Linked DNA regions of Gossypium hirsutum: region 1 is linked to region 2. The links are chromatin contacts, called in public Hi-C maps. All regions are on one chromosome and are shown on one strand. Each heading gives the region's core, a stretch centred on a gene start, on an enhancer-like site or on the middle of the called end of the contact. The rest is flanking DNA. Distances are from core to core; before and after follow the strand shown. Region 1 holds the start of LOC107887034 (prostaglandin E synthase 2). Region 2 holds the start of LOC107887191 (probable inactive receptor kinase At1g48480).

Region 1 (5,123 bases), core at 2,239-4,738, 320 kb after region 2:
GTAAACAGCGTACGAAACCTAGCACTATTTACAGAGGTTTAATTCACCTTATACTCTTTTCAATCCATTGTAAACTTAGAGGAGAAGACAGCATAGAAATTCAAGTTTGCATAAAGAAACTAGACATAACTAATTCCAATGTCTTCCATCCAAGTATATTTTGTACTGTTTCACATCTTCAATTCCCTATTCCTAAAAATTGACTGTAAAACTTTATTTGAAATTCATTATTGGAAATGGTATGTTACTTGAAGTAATGAGACAGGAAAATAACATTTCCTAATTATTAAAAATGAAACAATATTGTTTCCAAAGCCTATTGACCTTTAAAATGTTGCAATTTGCTTGGCGAAGTACAAAAGAATTCATAGGCATTTTAAAAATAATGCAAGTAACGAAACATGCAAATAACTCTATGATCCATTAATAGATAAAATTACTTTCTCACTACTTATTAAAGGACTTGGTGGAAAACATAGTGGATGACGTATTTATTCCCAACTTTAGGGGTAAATGGATCAATCATTGACTAAAATAATATAAAAGTGGCAAGGTTTTTAAATGGAGGGAAGGCAGCTACATATGTATAATACAAAATTATGCATTAATTTACCATTGCTAGTGATGTAGTCAAAAGATTCAAGAGCCTCAGACGTGTTGCGGTATATGTTTGGAGATAAGACATGCACCAAGTGGTTGTCAACCCACCTACACAAGGACATCATTATTAGTGTTCCAAAGATGAAATACTTATTCTAAAAGCAGCTAAAGCAAAAAGGAAGACTTTGAATTGCATTAATACAGCAATATGTATTAACCAAAGTTCTACAGTACAAGATCATTAACTCATAGCTACTCAGAAACAAGAAAAAAGGACCTATGTATAGTTTTGTACACACATAACTCTATCTACTACCAAAAGTATTTTCATATATGCTCATTTATATATCCTGAAACATAACATCTTTGCTAAGCATAGAGTTCATGTTTTCATGCATGAGGTTCAATTAAAAAGACAATTAATATAAATAGTTATACAAATTATTCACTTTGATAGAGGGTCAATAACTGAGGTCAAAATTCTGACCTTTCAAGACCAGGTAATAAAAAATTGAGAGGAATGCTAGGAGCAATCACCCAAATACTCTACAGTTGAAAGGCACGTATCTCACATTTTAGACCTTAAACTAGTTACCGAAAATTCCAGTAAATTTCTCGTTTGCTGCACTGTAAAAGCCAAAGTTTGGTTTGGCTCGTATCTGTAAAAAGATATTTGAAAAGACTACAAAGTCCTTTATACACTACTAGAAAAACGTGGTTGACAGGTTGTTATTCCGAGAGTATACCATGTTTTGGCACTATTTTGAACTTAGTATACTTCATGGTAAGCGTCATCTCAATTAGTTTCAAAGTATAAGATAAATTAAAAAAATAACTATTTAGTGCACCCATATAGTTTCTTTTAATACCTTTTGCTTAGCAAGATGAAATTTTAATAAGATATAGATAGTTTTCTGGTACAAGTAGCTGGGGTTAAACCGAAGACCTAAATCCTCCTTAAGAAGGTAACAAATGTTATATCAAGATTGAGTTCTTAAGAACTAATAATATTGTAGTGATATAGTAAAAATAAAATTTTAATTACTATAGGAAACAAGACAGTCCGTACCTACGCCACTTTGTTTCTTCATCTTCATCAGCAACTGAAATAATTGCTTTCCCAGGAAGGATCTTTTCACTCAATTGGTCAATAATAGCTGCATGTTCCACATGCGCGTTCAGTCCATCATTGCAACTAATGAGCTTAAATAAAGTCAATAACTTAAACAGCTTGTTAGGTCTTTAGGGGTAATATAAAATATCCAATGAGAACTTAAATTATAAACAGTTTTGACAACAAGAACCTGATGAGTCCACCAGCTGTTGACCATCAACCATCAGAATAGGCACCTTCTTGTAATCCGACCACTTGATCTCTTTCTTACTAATGGGATTGACTTCCACCACCTTGTATGGTATATCATAGTAGTCCAAGAATGCTGAGAGACGATAAACATTATGGGAATCATGAAGTTACTAAGATTTTAATTAGTTGTCTTGTTACTAAGAAAGTGCTTGGTTGAGTAGAAAAATGGAAGAACAGAAAGAATGGGTGGAAAAATGAGAAGAAAGTAAACTCTAAGTGTACTTGATAGGAAAGAGATAAGTGGGAAGAAAGAAAACAAGAGAGAACCATTTTCAATCTTAATGCTTAAAAACAATTATTCCAATTCGGAATGATAAGAGGAGAGGAAATGAGAAAGGGATGTATGTTAGTTAAAAATTATGCATTTTTCAGAAGCTTTATTTTCTTCTCCTCATTTTTCAACTCTATCAAGCAATGAAGGGAAAAACTTACTTTTTCTTTCAATTTTTCCATCTTTTGTACCAAGCAAATCAATTGAAGGAAATATATATCATCTATCTTTTTATTTTTCTACTCCGTCAATTTTCCACCTTTCCAATTTTCTTTTCACACTATTAAGCAAAGCCTTATGTTATTGTCTTTCAACTTCCTAAAGTTGCTAAGAATAATGCAAATTCTAGAAAGAAAAGTGTAGCTGATTAAAAAGGAAAAAGTGATTACAATGCAAAACAGATTCTAATATAATTGTTTCATCAAAGAAAAATAATGCATTTGTTATGTTTTTGGTTTTCAGTTCTTCAAAAGAATCCTTCTCTCCATCACCATGGTAGTTACCAAAACATGTCTGATTTAAAAATGTAATATATAGCGAATAGTTAAAATGTAAGCATATTATCGTTTCCTTTAGAACTCACTAAAACTAACTATTTAATCATTCAAAACAGGTGAGAATTACTTATCCAAATAATTTTTTGGATTTACTTTTTGCTTAAAAAAGAAGTTCTGAGTTCAAATTTGATTGGTTCTGTCAATTTTATTTGGTACGAATGCAACGGAAAGAAGAAAAACGAATATATACTACCTTTAACTTTATTACAAAATGGGCAGGCCTCATACTGATAAAGAACAACGTCCTTTGGGATGATTTCAGCTGGTGGCGGCTCCTTGGCGTAGACCGAAGCAGCAGTGGCCACTGAGGCGACAACGCCGACAAGGCCGAGAGAGACGGCTTGACCAGAGCTTTTCGAAAAGGAATTGAGAAGCGGAAAGAACCAATGGCGGCGAGAATTGGAATTGTCGGCTCTGCTGCTGCTAAAGAGCGCCACCCGGAGACGAGGGTGGAGGTTGACTGCTCCTCCGTCGTGAACGGTGGAGAGGGTCCTAGAAAGGATGGAGGAGGTGAAGGAGGCCCTTCTCATTGGCGATCCTATAGCAGAGGGCAGATCTCGGCGCTTTGTGATTTGTTGAGGAAAGTTTCCATTCAGGTGACGTTTACCCCCAAAATAAATAAGAGGGGTTAAGCCTTTTCTTTTTTAATAAATGTTTTTAGTTAAAGATTTTTTTATTACCATTATTGTCCATGTTGTTTGGGCCGGGATGTTAGAGTGGCACCAAGATTTAAACTTAATTCAAATGTTTAAGAAAAAAAAATTTACTTCTATTTTTTCTTACTTGGTTGTTTTTAGTTAAGATGATACATAGTTAGACTTATTCGAATGTATTTGAATTTAGATGGGTTTAGACAAAAAATTAGACTTGAAAAATGAGTTTAAGCAACAAAAAAAGTCCGTATTTAATTTAGACCTAGCGTCGGACAAAATTTTCCAAGCCCAAAGTCAACTGAATCTAACCATATTTGTTAATTAGTATATCACATATTTATATATTTATCACCTAAAATACATACTAACTTTTGAAAAGACTAAAACTTTGATGTCCAACGTATGTAAGGAAGACTAATTGATTAGGCCAAAAACATAACCTAAAACCAAATCCTAAATACAAAAAAATAATTTTTCATTAATTTCTCGTTTTTCACCCCAACCACATTTTTCCATCTTCTTTCTAAAACATCATCTTTGGCAATTTTTTTAAAAGGCCAAAAGTAAATATAGTAGTTATTTGCCTACACTATGATATGGGCTAATTTAAAAAATAGATAAGTTTTTGTTATTTGTGTAAACTAGATTGTATTTGTAGTAACTACTATGGGCAATATTGAAAAAATCATGTAATATGATCATTACCTGTATAAAAATTAAAAGTCAATCACGTGTATAAACATCAATATATGAAATAAATAGATCCATTTTCTTAATTCTTTCTTTTCTCTGTTTCTCTTTTTTATTCTTAAACCCTCTTCTCCTTTCCTCTACTTTTTTCCTCTGTGAATTTTACTCTCTACATTTTGGCTCGTATCAATAAGTATTAGAGCCGTCAATGTTTGCTATGATTGGTTATGGAATAAATCTATCAAATGAGGTCATTGATCAATTACTTGTACATTTGGAGTCCAAAACCAATAATTATTTGGAGTGGTTGCAAAGCAAAATACAAAATGATCATAAGAACTTTTGCCCAAAAGCACCTTTGGTGCTCGATCAAATGCTTGTGAGAATGGATGAGATAGTCTGTGATATGTATGTTAGTGATGCATTCAACACAGTACGAAACCACATATGGAATCAAGGCCATCATTGTCAAGTTATGAAAAGGGGCTGCCTTCATCAACTAAACCTATCTCTAATTTCATATCATCAAATGACAATGAGAAATTAGTTAAGCAATCAGGTATGAATTCTTCAAAATTACATGTCCAATCTTATGTTACCAAATTTTTTTCTCAGGACACATATGAAGGAATCTCTATTGGGTTTTATTTGTTAATGCTTGTTGATGCTAGAGCTAAATTAGAAAATGTTTATGCAACTGGTGATATAGGCGAATTAACTTGTTGAAATTTATGACCTTTATAAATCTAGACTTTTGGTAAAGGAAAAGTGCAATGGTCTAATGCAAATTATTCTAATTAATAAAATAGATTCTATTTATATTTTAATGATAAAGGATTGTTTGTGCATTACACAAATATTATGGATTGGTATGGATTTGCAGCAATAGTGGGAAATAATGTTGAAAGGCATGCAATCTTTTTCAATAGAAAAGGTTGAAGAAAATTTTGTGGCAAACAGAGGCATGCCTTCTAAAAATGGGGAGG
Region 2 (5,341 bases), core at 2,660-5,159:
GCACAAATATCCTTGCAATAGAATCTAGCAATTTTGACAATAAGGTAAGCAGATTTGCTGAATGACTACGATGAAATTCCTTTTCGAGTGATACAAACAACAGTACAATTCAGAGTATTTCTCAAGAGAATAAGATGAGAAAAGAGAAACAAATTCCAATTGACAATAAGCATGCCCTAGTCACATTTCTTCTATCTTTTTATAGTACTCTTCTGGCCTTTATGCGTTTGCTGACTTGTGATACATGACAAAATCAGTGAATCTCCGTGGTAGTCTTCATTGTCGCGTAGCATTGCTAGGCTTTGGTGGAGGGTTGGTTTGGTTTGCTGGTTCAACAATCATGGTGGGTTGGTTTCGTAGTTCAATAGTCATGGTTTCATTCACAACATAATTCTCGTTCAAAATTTGTTATTTATTCAAATATTTTAAAAAAAATCAACATCGGAAAGTTAAATTAAATGCAAATTCCAAAGGTAATCAACCTTAAATACAATTATTTGAAAAAAAATTAAACTATAAATAATTTATACCGAAAGTATATTCTATTTGAAATTTCTTAACCCACAAATATGTAACGTAGTCTTGCAAAAACCTTAAAATTATTCTAAAATTTAGGTATTGATTACTTATAGTACCCATTTTTACTTAATTTTCAGAAATTAAATATAATTTTTTAGACAAATCAATATTATTATAATGTAAATTATGTCCAACAGAATTCTCTTGGACTGGGATTTATACAATTTATATTATGATAGAAAGATCTTGAGATTCTCTTATATTATTAATTTTATACAATTTTCAAGAAAGAATTTTTAGATATTGAATGCATGATTGACAAATGATAAAATTTTGAAGTTTCAAAATTTCAAGTTCTTCATGTAGGATTGTTTCAATTTTTCTTTAGAGTCTCGGTTTATATAGAAAATAAACACTTTTTTTATAAAAAATTATATCATGCATTTAGATAAAATTTTTAAAATGGGTAAAAAAATTTATATAACCAATATACTATTTCGAGTTCATATAAAAATAAAAAGTTTTTTTTTTATATGTGGGTTTATTGTTAAAAGATGAAACACACCCGCGTAATTACATAATTTATTTTATAATTAACTAATTGAGTTAGGTCAATAGATGATATTCACTCAATAGCGAGAAATGAGATAGATTTAAGTAATAAAAAGAATTAATGGAAGTCCTTTAATCAATCATCTACACATACAGTAGTAAATATAGTAATTATTATACGGAATTATTATTTAACTTAGGTTATATTATTTTATTTACTTTTTTTTAATCTAACCCTCGGTCAAACATATAAAATTTTACTGAAAATATTTTCAGCTTTTTTTTTATATTCGTTTTTTCTGTTAACTTAAATTTATTTATTTATTCTCGTAAAATATCTTATAAATTTTTTTTCTGTAAAACATTTTCTAAAATGATAAGGCTCTGTTTATTGTAACTCCCCTATATCTGACCCAAATATCTAGTTAAAGCACTGAGATGTTACATTATCTACTACATTCTTCACTTATCAAATATTTTCATAGAAACTTTTATAACATTTTAATTTAGTCCTTTTTTGTCATAAAAGTTCAATATTCACTAATTAATCACATTAAATCAATTTTATTTCTTGTTGAATTTTAATCACATAATTTATCTTACTATATTGTTTCACATATCAAATTTCTATTTATTTCACTTCTATTATTTCATCCACTTATTTTCTCAAGTTTAACAGTTTAGTCATTGTTATTATAAAAATTCCATATTTTTCCACAATTTCACTTTTACAATACTTTATGTATATTTCATCATCTCATAACATATTTGTTAAACTTTTACAATAATTTCCTTATTCGTATATTAAATTGTTTCACACTTAAACTTTTGTACGTTTTTCAATTTAGTCCCTATTGCCATGTAATTCATTTTTCACCATATAAGCACTTTAATCAAATAATTCATTATAATATCTCATTTCACATGAAAAATTTTCATACATATCACTTCTCTTGTTTCAATTATAAATTTTACAAAGTTTACAATTTAATCCTTAACATCATGAAGATTTATTATTTATTATAATTTCACCTTAATATCACTTTGTAATCGATTCACTACTTATCATAATCTCAAATGTATGTTTGTTTCATTAAAAACAACTTTTATGAAATATTAAAATTTTCAAACAACAAAAAATATTTTACACAGATTCATCCAAACATCAGAAAAATATTAGCTTTCCCAGAAAAGTAAGTCATTTTCCAGAAATTATTTTCTGGAAGCTATTTTCAGTGAAGTAAATGGAGTTTAAGGCTTCTGACTGGGTTTCAATTATATTCAATATCGAGTCGGATCGGATTTTTAAATAAAGAGTAAATTTTTATTTTATTTATTTGGTTAAAATATAAAATTTTGACATTTAATCGACGAAAATTAAAATTATTTAAAAGTATATTTTATTAAATTATTTTTAATTATAAATGAAGTTAAATTTTTTATTAAAATGCTAAAAGTGAAAATTGATTATAAAAATAATGGGAAAAATTAAGACAAAATAATTGATAATACAAAAACCTCACTAATAATATTATAAATTAAAAACTAAGAACATATAAGCCACAAACAAAATGTAATATAAGAGTAAAATATTTTTAATATAAAAATAATATAAATTTGTTAAATAGATAATTAATCAAAGTTGATTTATAATTTTTTTTTCATTTTTGGTTTTAATGAAAATTAATCAAAGTTATTAAGAAGGCAAATGAAGTTGTTATTTTTATAGGCATAATGACTTATTTGACTCTCCAACTTTTAAAAAAAATATTTTAGCATTCCATTTAAATTTTTATCTCTTTTAACCCTTAAACTTGTGTCATTTCTCAAATCACCTTAAAATAGATAGAAAAATTATGTTTGTTAATTTTATGGACATGGTATTTTCGTGTATTTCATGTTATCAATTAATTATTTTTTTAATTTTAAAAAATTTAAAAACATTATAAAAAATATTTTTTAATTTTTAAAAAAATAAATAATTGCTAACATGACATCCACGTGAATATCATGTCAATAAAATTAATAAATATAATATTTCTATCTATTTTAAGATGATTTAACAAATAATATAAATTCTTAAACTAAAATATTTTTCATAACATTAAAAGGCCAAATAAATCATTATACTTGTTTTAGAAAACCTACTCTTTAATTTTTCATTTAAAAAAAAAACAACATGCTCACAACTTTTTAGTTACTGCAATTAACAACTTTGCTAAAATTATTTAAAAAACATGTGATAGTGAGATTATCTGTCATTAATAACACAATATTACCTGCCCAAAACAAGATTTTTAAACATAAAAAAATTGTTTTATTACCGAAAATCTCATCCAAACATTCCCATATCAATTATTTGCCAACAAAATCATGCTTCGTACAGTAAGAAGGCTTTGAATTTGATAAGAGGAAAAACTTTCCGCCACTTTATCCATCACTAAAATTGAAAAAAAAAACACTTTATAATCATAAAAATTTATATTTTTTTATTTATTTCATCATGCTTAAAATTATCTTTAATTCTTTCTCTAACTCTTAAATAAAAAAGTAATACATCCTAACACAATCAAATTCACATTTTCTTACACCAATAATAATATTAAATTTAATCAAATATATTTTACTAATTTTAACTTAAAAATATACTCATATTTTATAACATTCATCCATCTACCTTGAAATGAAAAATAATAATAATTCCGAGATATAATTGTGGATAAAGAGGAATTAGTGACTATTTTAATTATAATTAATGGGTTGCAGCAGTTAAAGCGTCGAAGACTGAATATGCATCAGTAGGAAAAGGCCAAAAACGAATAGCTTCTTGTTTGTACTAAAAACGTTTTAATTTACGTATTTAATAATAATAAAAGAAAACCTAAGAAAGACAAAAAAGAAAAGAAAAAAAAGGGAAACGGGGTTGACGAACCAGCTGCAGCCATCCTTACTGTAAAACAGCTAGGGTTTGCCTCACTCTATTCTTTCTCTCTCTTTCTTGTTCCTTTTTGGCACTCATCACTGCCCACCCACTCTTTACCTATCAACACAGAAAAAATGCTCTCTCATTAACACTTTTTCTTTTCTTCTTGCAATGCCTCCAATCTAGGCCGAAAAGGGAGAAAAGAAAGCTGTTTCAGATCAGTATCCCACCCACATTATCCTATTATATTCCTATCCTTGTTCTCCTTGTCTTCGCCATCACCCAAAATGCTCACCCAGTTTTTTTTCATTGCCATTCTTTCTTCACTCCTACTGCAGGTGGCCAAACCAGATCTTGTCACCGACAGAGCTTCTCTTTTGAGCCTTCGTTCCTCAGTCGGAGGCAGAACCCTCTTATGGAACGTCTCGAACCAGAGTCCATGCTCGTGGGCTGGGGTTACGTGCGAGCGGAACCGCGTCACAGTGCTTAGACTACCTGGTGTTGCTCTCTCTGGCCAAATTCCGACTGGCATTTTCGGGAACTTGACTCAGCTGCGCACCCTCAGTCTACGTCTTAACTCGTTAACTGGACCACTCCCTTCGGATCTTGCTCTCTGTCAAAACCTCCGAAACCTTTACTTGCAGGGAAACCATTTTTCGGGTGAGATACCGGAATTCCTGTTTGGTCTTCATGATTTAGTGAGGCTAAGTCTTTCTGGGAACAACTTTTCTGGGGAAGTCTCTGTTGGGTTCAACAATTTGACGAGGTTGAGAACTTTGCTTCTTGACAGCAATAGTCTTTCTGGGTCGGTACCTGAGTTGGGTTCTTTGCAAAACCTTGGCCAATTTAATGTGTCAAATAATTTGTTGAACGGCTCAATCCCCAAGGGGTTACAGAAATATGGGTCCGATGCTTTTCTGGGGAATTTGCTTTGTGGGAAACCACTTGACAAGGCTTGCCCTGCCACTGCTACTGCTGCTCCTGGGAATACAAGTGAGCCCGCCAATCCAACGAATGAGAATAAACCAGAGAAAAAGAAGAAGAGCAAGTTGTCTGGGGGTGCAATTGCAGGTATTGTTATTGGATCTGTGCTCGGATTTCTTCTGATTGTTGTGATTTTAATGATTTTATGTAGAAAGAAGAGTAGCAAGCAATCGAGGTCAATTGACATCACTTCGCTTAAGAATCAAGAAATGGAGATTCCTGGGGAGAAATCAGGTGGGGAAATGGAGAATGGTGGATATGCGAATGGGAATGGGAATGGGTATTCAGTGGCAGCGGCGGCAGTAGCAGCAATGGTGGGTGGTGGAGCCAAAGCGGCGGAAAACAGTGGGACCGGAGCTAAGA

Evidence for each region. Hi-C and Micro-C count contacts between places; a contact is called where the count stands out from the background.
Region 1: a Hi-C map of leaf shows a contact between it and region 2, with 2.2 times the contacts expected there. The contact joins the promoter of LOC107887034 here to the promoter of LOC107887191 in region 2. A contact is called at or near these places in 10 of 34 Hi-C or Micro-C datasets (callus, hypocotyl, leaf and 1 more).

Annotation. Positions count from the first base shown.
Region 1 is chrA03:47,126,952-47,132,074 of Gossypium_hirsutum_v2.1, forward strand. It overlaps LOC107887034 (prostaglandin E synthase 2), which reads right to left and starts at 3,489. Exons shown (of 6, transcript XM_016811167.2): 1 at 2,988-3,489; 2 at 1,905-2,039; 3 at 1,670-1,757; 4 at 614-708. The coding sequence starts at 3,324.
Region 2 is chrA03:46,803,880-46,809,220 of Gossypium_hirsutum_v2.1, forward strand. LOC107887191 (probable inactive receptor kinase At1g48480) reads left to right here and starts at 3,910. Exons shown (of 2, transcript XM_016811356.2): 1 at 3,910-5,341. The coding sequence starts at 4,282.